2 separate regions of the Mus musculus genome follow, and region 1 is linked to region 2. Evidence: chromatin contacts called from public Hi-C data. All regions are on one chromosome and are shown on one strand. Each heading gives the region's core, a stretch centred on a gene start, on an enhancer-like site or on the middle of the called end of the contact. The rest is flanking DNA. Distances are from core to core; before and after follow the strand shown. Region 1 has its middle 440 kb from the start of Gm31711. Region 2 has its middle 32 kb from the start of Gm31711.

Region 1 (5,359 bases), core at 1,954-4,453, 410 kb before region 2:
GAGAGAGAGAAACAGCTGGGGCGGTTGACATCTGAAACAGGAGCCGCTGATCGATCGTTACTTGCACAGCAGATGGGCTTGGGTTATGAATAAGCAGCAAATGTGAAAAAGAGATTCATGGGGTTGAGCCAGGCTTGCTTCATGCAGAAACATTTAACCCTTCCTGTTTGCCACTGGCCCAAGGTTCCGATGGCTAGATTGCTTTTATTATGGTCAGAGACCCACAGTGACTGCATGTGGTAAATATCAGAACAAGAGTTCGCTGAGCCTCAGTACAGGGGAACACCAGGGCCAAGAAGTGAGAGTGGTGGTGGGGGAGTAGGGAAGTGGGGGTGATATGGGGGATTTTTGGGGTATCATTGGAAATGTAAATGAAGAAAATACCTAATTAAAATAAAATAAAAAAGATTAAAAAAATAAAATAAAATAAATATAAAAAAGAGTACGCTGAGAAAGTACACAAGCAGAGCTCATTCTTAGAGCAAAGCACAATCCTGATTTATTATGAGGCAATCACAGTGGAGTACCTCTACCTGTATGCATACTCTTAGCAGGTGCAGAAGTCAATGTCTCAGAAAAGTAATTCCTTAAGAGGACTAGAGAAACCAGACGAGGGAACCCTGCACATGATGCAGGTTGAGAGCTATTCATCAAACAAAAACAAACAAACAAAAACCTCGCATCCCCAGTATCTCTGGAACACACTCTGAGTTATTGCTTAGAAGTTGTGTATTTAGGAGTGCTTCTCCTCATTTTATATAACTGATGGAAGCTCATTAAAATGCAGTGTCCTAGAGAGGGGTGACCTGTTGCCTGTTGAAATATTAATTTGTAAGATTCTTTCTAGACTTCAGTTTCCTAGCTAGCAGAGAACAAAAATAACTCTCAGGATTTTGGCCAAATGACAGAAGAGAGTTTTAGGTGTGGAGAGAAGTAGGTGAGCTTAGACCATGGGCTCTGGCTTTCCTTGGCTCTGTCTATATGGTCTTGAGAATCTTGCAGCATACAATCTTGCCCAGATGGTAAAATCTCACTTATTTGCAAAAAAGCCAAAGCAATATCAGGTATAGTGACTAGGTCATAAACAGGTAGGCTGATTCAACACGACAAAGGTTATGGAAGCATTTTAACAATTTTGAGACAATCACAAGCACAAGGTAGCAGTGGTATATGAAGGCTGGTGGAGAACTGGAAAACTGAAGTAGTTCTTCGATTGCAGTGGGAGACATGTAACTTTTCAAAAGTTACACCTAGTACTGAGGAGAGAGGAAGTAGGACAGATGGGAGTCTCTGTGTAGGTAAGTAATTCAGAGCTTCACTATAGAAGGAAGGCATAGACCAAACAACTCTACCAATGTTACAATGTAATATCCTGGAGTATTTTGACTTCATCCCAGGGCCAAAATTTGCTTCCTTCCATGACTACTGCAGGAAGAGAGTATTAAAAAGCCTAACAGAGTTCAAATGGGACAAAACACAAGATGGACAACACAAGATGGACAACACAAATGGAAAGGTGTGGTAAGTCCCAGAATAGACAGTATTCTAGATGGACAGGGGAAAAGCAAACCTCTTCAAAACTCACATTGTAATTTGATTGTCATTATGATAACCCTTGGGGGGAGTTTAAGAGGTGATTGTGCCATTCATTTAGAAAGGTCCATGTGTTTTAGGAGCATGTTCTCCCTTTCATGTGAACTAGATTATAGATTATAAATCAAAGATGTTGCTCATAATAGTCTTTTACCACTCCTTACTTGCTTTTCTGCTTCCTGATGTGATGAAAAGCAATGTGAGGATTCTTTCTCTAAAGTGAAGAAATATGGAAGACATGGCTGTGACCTCCAAACATCCCAAGCCATGGTCTAGCCAAAACCTTTATACTTCATTGATCATAGTCTCATGTATTCTGTTAACACTAATAGGAATGGTACTAAGACAAGGTTTTAAGCTCCTTACTTAATGGCATCTCAGAATTAACTTCTGGTTTCTATAAATTTCAAGGCTGGATTTTTTTTCTTTTATTTATTTTTCATTCTTTCCTTCTTTCCTTCTTTACTTTTGACATTTTCTTTTTATCACACTACATATCTGTGTTTCTTCTTGCGCTTGCCAATGTACTGCCAAAGACCCCTCAACCAAGCCTTTAGATTATCTCAGGGTGTTAATGCAGCCTATAGCCAACTCTTACTAGCCTCCAGTCACCTAGTATCATCCCTTTCCTGTTTTGGCCGCTCTAGTGTCACTTCTGTGATTAGCCATGATGTGTCACAAGAGTCAATTTTACCTCTAAGGTACTGGAAGCTTTGGAGTTCTACATATGTAGCATGCTTTACCAAAGAATTAGATATCTGGGAGGGGTTAAAATTGTCTCCTCATCTTATTTTCTAACTACACTAAGATGAGAGAGGCCAAGGGTACACATTTGGTGATTTATGTTACTTAAATTACTTAGCAAAGCCTGAGTTGGAAAGTGCCTCTTCAGAACTGGACAAAGCTTGTTTCCTGGAATGCCAACTCTATAGTTCCCAAATGAAGCCATGATACACAGAAGTCACTTATTCATGAAAAAAGGGTCAAATCATGTGTTTATACTAGCAGCCCAAGGATGTTTTGGGGATCCAAGAGAGTTCTCTTGGTGGTCAGCCAACAGGAAGATTGAAGCTAATATTTGATTAACAGAATAAACTTTATTAGATAGTAACTAACTCAGACATCACATTTCTCTTTGAAAGGTTTCGATTGAGATACCTAATGCCAGGCTCCAGAAATACACAGGAGACACAATATCACAATGGTAAGGTGCATAGTACACTCCTGCCGTCCCCCAAATGGGAAGAAGCAGGTGTTCCAGGCCAGGATAGTCTATACAGTGATACTGTCTCTACAAACACACAAACAAATCAAGGAGCTAGACTTTCGAGCAGAGACAGCCCAATCCTTGACTTGGGGAATGTCAAGTCTAAGTTGCCAAGCTCTGGGTTTTCCCATATACAGTGATGGTTCAACTCTGGTATAATGTCGTCTTTACTTTGTATATTTAAAGCAACCACACCAAACAAGGCCTGTGAGGTACCACCTGGGTCTTGTCATTTGAGAAAGCCTAAGACTTTTACTTAGGTTCCAGTATTAGTGGAAGAGAGTGGCTCACCTTTGCCCTCCTGAGTGAATGGCAGGGTTAGCAAGTTGGCAAACAGGTTGTCCTGGAAAAGAGTCCCCTGTTTCCTTTTTGATATTTGGGAATAAGGTTCACAGAGGAAAGTAACTGCTTCTGATAGACTGAATGCAAAGTAAGAGATGGCTAAATGCTCCCCTACCTCCAGTATGCAGAAAAAACTCACACCAGTGCCAGGGAACCAGAGACTGTGCTTAACGTTTGGCTGAAGAATTGCTCCTTAGCTGAGGATGCCATAGTCTTTGCATATCTACCCAGGTGAAGTGAACAGTAGCCCCAGGGTTACCTAAGATACAAACTCTGAGCCATCTTGTGTTGGGAACGCCTTGACAAGCAGCCAGAAAGCATCCCTTCTGTGCCCCTCCTCATCTCCACAAAGGACAAAGTGCAGGTTGTTGCTTCAGGTGAGTACTGTTCTGGGAAAACAAGGAAAGCAAACAAATACTGCTGTGTGGTTGACTGATTCCCAGGCTCCATTTCAAAGGCAGTCCCCTATGGCATTGTTTGCTCCTGTTTTTCTCAGCATAGGTGTTTGGTATCATGCATGCAGACCTATTCTGAGATCTCTAAGGAAAGAAAGCATTTAGTTTACAGTGTGAAGCAAAGAATGTCCTTTTTTTTTTTTTTTTTTAAAGATCTATCACATGTAAGAGTTCCCAGTTGTGCCAGTATCAAGACACTGAGGGTACATGAGAAAAATCCACATGGGTGTGCCTTTAAAAAAGAGTATATTTCAATGGCTTTTCTGAGGTATCTTAGGGGCAATATTTGTCCTTGATTCAAGCACAGCACCCTCTATGGTACAACTGTCCTCCTCCCAAGCTTAGGATATGGAAGGAAAGGCCAGGTCAGTAGGAAATTGCAAATAAATATTACACTATTATATTGTCTGGCATCATTAACAGGCATGCTGAAATTCTGAAAACTTTCCCCCATGTTTTCTCAATCATGAACATGGTTAGTTGGTCAGAACGGCCTCTCTTTATTCCAGCTTGGATTTCTAGCAAATTAAGTGGGCTTACTCCATTATGAAGGAAAGAGGAAAATCTGCCTTTAACTGTGAGGTAGAAAATTGAATGTAGAAAATATGTACACGGGTAAAAAGCACATGAAGAAATGAAATTCAAAGGATGCTTTCTAAAATGGGGAAGAGGAGGGAAAGAACCATGTTCTGAGCTTTGGGTCCAGACTGAGTACCAGGAGTGGATTTCATAAGCTCAGCCTTGGTGTCCCTGAAGGAGAACCTCTCCTGCCTTCTGCTTCTGTCATTGTAATTACTCCCTCACATCAGGAAGGTCTAAGCATGGCTCAGAAGTCATAGCCAGGTAGGTGGGAACATGATACAGAGCACAATACAGAGCAAGCACTGGCTCAGTCTGAGGTCTTAATCAGGTCCTATAGGAAAATTCAAGTCCATAGGCTTTAGTGCTTGCCTGATGATTAGCTAACCATAGACGGGCAACTCAGGAATTCTGCAATGGCATCACTAGAAAACAGTTCCTATTTTAAAAAAATAATCCATGTAAAAATAGTAAAATTCTTTCTTCTGTTTAATAGTTTCCTCTCTTAACACACCCAACAGCACATGCTGGCCAAGACCCAAGCAATAGTACTCAGGTTAATCTCTGAAATATGTCAGCAGCTTAGCACAGCAGAACAGTTTTTGAAATGTGACTAGCAACAGCCACTAGGACAAGGCTTCTCTTTACATGTACAGGACTTGCATTTTACCTGTGTATTCAGCATAGGAATTCTTCACCTTCTTTCGCTATCAAATAAGTGATTCACAACCACAAATTATGTTGCTAATTTTATAGCTAGCTTAGATGGAAGCCTCTGACCTGGGTATGTTCTTATCACTTTTTCCTGGAGTGAAATGCAGCCTAGGAAGAGGAAGGCAATCATCTGTACCATGGGTATAGTCATAGAGTTTGTGACATGTGCCTCCTATACTTATGTGTCCCATAGGGATACTATTCCTGGGTTTTCACATATGCATACACATATGCATCCATTTAACATATTTATATGTATTCAATGTATTGTTTAAAGATTTCAAAAGCCTTGGCAATTTTAGCTGTCCTATCAATAACCAAAGGTTCAAATGGCTAGCTACAAACTTGCTTTCCACTTTCTTTTGGCTCTTCCTTAAAACACAACACACACACACACACACACACACAC
Region 2 (5,169 bases), core at 2,548-5,047:
CCATGGTTCCCTCCATGTGTACATTTTGGTTGGTGGTTTAGTCCCTGGGAATTCCGGGGGTTTGGGGGGGTGGAGGCTGGTTGGCTGATATAGTTGTTCTTCCTATGGGGTTGTAAACCCCTTCACCTCTTTCAGTCCTTCCCCTAACTCCTCCATTGGGGTCTCCACACTCAGTCCAAAGGTTGGCTGCATGCCTCCACATCTGTATTGGTCAGGCTCTGGAAGAGCCTCTCAGGAGACAGCTCTATCAGGCTCCTGTCAGCAAGTAGTTCTTGGCATCAGCAATAGTGTCTGGGTTTGGTAGCTGCATATGGGATGGATCCCCAGGTAGGGCAGTCTCTGAATGGCCTTTCCTTCAGTCTTTACTCCACTCTTTGTCTCCGTATTTCCTTCAAACAGGAACAACTCTGTGTTAAAATTTTAGATGGATGGGTGGCTCCATCCCTCACTGGGTGACATGCCTAACTTCTGGAAATGGTCTCTACTGGTTCTCTTTCCCCTTTGCTGGGCATTTCAGCAATGTGATCTTTGCTGGGTCCTGGTAGCCTCTTGCATTCCTGGCATCTGGGACTTTCTGGTTGCTACCCCCAGTTTCCCATCCTCCATTGCTACACACCTCTGCTCAATTTCCTGACCCTCTGTACATCACCCCTGTCTCCTCCCACTCCTTGATCCTGCCCCACTTTTTTCCTCTCACTCTCCTCTCTCCCTCCCAAGTCCTGCCCAATCTACCTTCCATGATTATTTGTACCCCCTTCTAAGTAGGACTGAGGTATCCAGACTTTGGTTTTCCTTCTTCTTGACCTTCATATGGTATGTAAGTTGTATCATGGGTATTCTGAGCTTTTTGCCTAATATCCACTTATTAGTGAGTACATACCATGTATGTTCTTTTGTGACTGTGTTACCTCAGTCAGGATGATATTTTCTAGTTCCATCCATTTGCCTGTGAATTTCATGAAGTCATTGTTTTTAATGGCTTAGCAGATCTCCATGAGGCCACACATAGCTTCTTAAAAGCATTTTTTTTAAGTAGCTTGTTTAAGTAGACCTTGCTTCCCAGTAACTTTTCCATTTTAAAGTGGCCAGACATGCAGCAGACACTTGTTATTATAACACTCAAGAAGCTGAAGCAGGAGGATTTTGAGAAATAAGGACAGCTACTTAATTCTGGGTCAGTCTGGGCTATATGATGTCCCGGCTACAAAAATAAAAGAGAAGAAATGAAAAAAGAAAAGAAGACTGGAAGGAAGCAAGCAAGCAAGCAAGGAAAGAATTAACAAAGGAAAGAAGGAAAGAGAGTGAAAAGAAGAAGAGCAGGCAGTAGGAAAACACTAGAGGATTATAAGGAAGAATGAAGGGTCTTTAATTGCCGAAGCCCAGGAACTCACCTTTTCCATGCACACATCCCTGTTCTGGCCTGTGTGAGGTGTCCTCCTCTAGGACACTATTATTTTTATGGTTTCAAGACTGAGTTTTCCTGTGGCTATAGAAAGCAAAACTGGAAACTGTGTTATTTCCCATTAGTTTAAGGGAGTTTTTCCCTGATAACTAAAGCTATGGAAAATAAGAATATTTTAGCACTGTAAGGTTGGAAGGAGGGTACTTCTGTGTCATATGGAAGAGGGAATTGACACAGCTTTAAGAGGAATTCTATAACTAGGTCCCAACAAGTTCTATGGCAGCTCAAAGGAAATCTGATAAGGAGATTTGTGAGGATGGTGCTTATTATCATGTGGACAGTCATTACTGCTACCTATAGGAAGGGATACTCAAAAGGAACCTGACAAATAACCATGTGGGTGGGAAGACACTCATTATTAGATGTCCAGTCTCATCAAAAACAAAAGAAGAACAAAGCAATGGCAGCATGGAGAAATGGAGTGTGGGAAGAAACTCCCAAAGGCACAGTTACTGCACAGGCTTATTAGGGCTACAAAAAGCCTTATCAACTGGGTACCCTCTTGTTATGAGGAGAGAGGAAACCAGGAAGACCAGAATCTAAGCAAGCAGGATTGTTGATGTTTAATACAGAAGTCTTCTCAAAATAATAGGGTTTCTTTACCAACCTGGACTCAGGCAAGGACACAGAGTAAGAACTGCCAACTAGACAATGAGACCTGAAGAGTTTCCTACAGCCACTGTCTGAGATTATCTATCACTTCTTCTCAGCCAAGGGCATCACAGATAGAGCTTGGCCTCCAGAGCCAGTTGACTGAGTTGTCTCTGCCACTTCTCATCAGTGTTACCTCAGAAAACGTAAGCAATCCCTCTCTTCTTCCATTTTCCCAAATGGGGGACAGAAAATCTCTTTAGCCCAGTTGTGAAAGCAGGTTTACATAAAGCATGCTAGCACAGTACATCTGGCTGCACTTGCCACTGGTTCCTTTCGCATACTCCCATTGTATTGGACCAGCTGATCACCATGCCTTTCTTGTTTTAAAAAATTTTTTTAATTAGGTATTTTCTTCATTTACATTTCCAATGCTATCCCAAAAGTTCCCCATACCCTCCCCACCCCCCACATCCCTACCAACCCACTCCCACTTCTTGGCACTGGTGTTCCCCTGTACTGAGGCATATAAAGTTTGCAAGACCAATGGGCCTCCCTTTCCAATGATGGCAGAGTAGGCAATCTTCTGATACATATGCAGCTAGAGACACAAGCTCTGGGAGAGTACTGGTTTGTTCATATTGTTGTTCTACCTATAGGGTTACAGAACCCTTTAGCTCCTTGGTTACTTTCTCTAGCTCCTCCATTGGGGGCCCTGTGATCCATCCAATAGCTGACTGTGAGCATCCACTTCTGTGTTTGCTAGGCTCTGACATAGCCTCACAAGAGACAGCTATATCTGGGTCCTTTCAGCAAAATCTTGCTAGTGTATGCAATGGTGTCAGCGTTTAGAGGCTGATTATGGGATGGATCCCTGGGTATGGCAGTCTCTAGATGGTCTATCCTTTCTTCTCAGCTCCAAACTTTGTCTCTGTAACTCCTTCCATGGGTGTTTTGTTCCCAATTCTAAGAAGGGGCAAAGTGTCCACACCTTGGTCTTCGTTCTTCTTGAGTTTCATGCGTTTAGCAAATTGTATCTTATATCTTGGGTATCCTAAGTTTCTGGGCTAATATCCACTTATCAGTGAGTACATATCGTGTGAGTTCTTTTGTGATTGGTTTACCTCACTCAGGATGATGCCCTCCAGGTCCATCCATTTGCCTAGGAATTCCATAAATTCATTCTTTTTAATAGCTGAGTAGTACTCCATTGTGTAAATGTACCTACAGAACTCCAAATAGACTGGACCAGAAAAGAAATTCCTCCCGACACATAATAGTCAGAACAACAAATGCACTAAATAAAGATAGAATATTAAAAGCAGTAAGGGAATAAGGTCAAGGAACATATAAAGGCAGGCCTATCAGAGTTACACCAGACTTTTCACCATGCCTTTCTTATTCCAGAGCATCTCCCTGTCTTAGCTGTCAATTGTTAACTCTCTGCAGGTGAAATTCCTACTGAGTTAATCATTACCTTACATTTTCAGCGAGCTTTGGCATCAGAAGACTTCTTGGTGCATCTGTGTAGGCCAGAAATGGGAAGCATTCTTCATCTTTAAAAATGATTGCTAGAAGTTGCACTGTGATAGCAAGAAGGACAGGTCAGGTGGGACTTCCTGAGACAGTGAGTTCGAGGTACTTCCTGTGGCCCAACTGTAACTAAGGGAAAGGCTACTCACAGATAATCTGAATAGACTATGACCTTGCCCGTTGGGACAGCGATCCAAACAGGTCATGTCCTCTTTTCCTGGCTAAGTCCAGAGTCCTATGCAGAAAGGGAGTGATCATTGCATGAGGACATCTGCATGCACGCTTACCTACTGGAGGCTGGGCTTTTAGCCAGGACCATGTTAATCCTCCTGGTTGGTGTTGTTGACTTTCCCTCACTCCTCCATGATAACACCAACATTTGACATTATCAACTTTTTCTGCTTTTGTCTCCATGAGTAGAGACATAAGAAAGATGAGGGGTTTGTTTGTTTAGAAAAGATAGACCCTATATTCGATTTATCTTTGTATATTAGTTTGCAGAAGGGCACTTCTCTTAAGGTAGGCACATGACAGTATCATGATTAGTTCATGCACATGCAGGAACATCCATGGAGGTGTGTGTTGAGGCAGCTGGGTGAAAATCATGATTCTCTTATCTATTCACTACTGGTCACTCATGTGTTTCTTTTTTGTGCCCATCTCTAGGTGTACAAAAATGTCTCTGACTTGCTTTGTAAAAAGTCTGTTGTCTATATGCTTAAAAACATTAAGTCAAAGTTAGTTGACAGGAAGGTTCAAATCCAACTAACTTCCTCCAACTACCTTCATCATCAACCAATGCCGAATACTTAAATGGATGGTGCAGCTCCAGAGCTAAGACCTTGAAGTAAAAATAGCAAAGCGAGTCTCTTTGCTTGCCATAGTTAAAATGGAACAAATTACTGGGCACAGTTTCAAGGATCCTAGAGAAAAAGTCTCAGTGAGGAGGGGGGCACAGTGGCAAAGATACTGACATAAAGCTCCAGCTTGGGAAAATGCCAGGGTCCACTCAGAATCCACTGGGCATTTATCTGGCAATGAAGAGTGACTGTGAAGGCCAAGTTTCAGTTTTGCCACTCAATTAGTAATGGAAGCATTTTCCTAATAAGTTCAGGTCATTTGCACTTCTCTTGTAACTGCTTGTCCAGTGAAACTGCCATGCTTGGGAGAGCCAGAAACTATAATCCAAGAGCGGGGGCAGGCATTCCCCTTATCAAGCTTTTGACACAAATATTTACACTGCATTTTTTTCCTTCCATTATTCTGAAAAAAAAAAAGATTTTGTAGTTTTTTTTCCTGACATATGCCAAAGCAGGTTTTTAAATTTTGCAAGTATGCAAATAGCAAATGGAATAAGAAATTCATGCAGATGCTTTCTCAGATTTTCAAATGCAGAACATCATGTTATGCTGGTTCCAGAAGTTATAATTGCACTTAAAAGTCCTGCCTTGGTGTGGCATTTGGGGACTTTAGGGACTCTGCACACTAATTCATGTCTGACTTTTACAGCTTTGTAATCAGCCCTATTCATAAGGACCAGCTTATAAAAAACACATTTCTTCTCTGGAAGGCAAAGCTATGAT

The links. A called contact is a pair of places that touch in the nucleus more often than the background predicts.
Region 1: a Hi-C map of liver shows a contact between it and region 2, with 4 times the contacts expected there. The contact joins two enhancer-like sites. A contact is called at or near these places in 1 of 484 Hi-C or Micro-C datasets (liver) and 1 of 115 datasets of contacts at active chromatin or transcription factors (pancreatic cancer cells).

What each region holds. Positions count from the first base shown.
Region 1 is chr13:16,700,580-16,705,938 of GRCm38.p6, reverse strand. No RefSeq gene overlaps it. Among named protein-coding and RNA genes, the nearest start is that of Gm31711, 440 kb to the right of the region's middle. Within about 2 kb of position 3,203, at least 4 of the 459 cell types and tissues checked have an H3K27ac peak or open chromatin away from gene starts, as enhancers often do. A contact at or near this core is called in liver, where this site is marked.
Region 2 is chr13:16,290,434-16,295,602 of GRCm38.p6, reverse strand. No RefSeq gene overlaps it. Among named protein-coding and RNA genes, the nearest start is that of Gm31711, 32 kb to the right of the region's middle. Within about 2 kb of position 3,797, at least 9 of the 459 cell types and tissues checked have an H3K27ac peak or open chromatin away from gene starts, as enhancers often do. A contact at or near this core is called in liver, where this site is marked.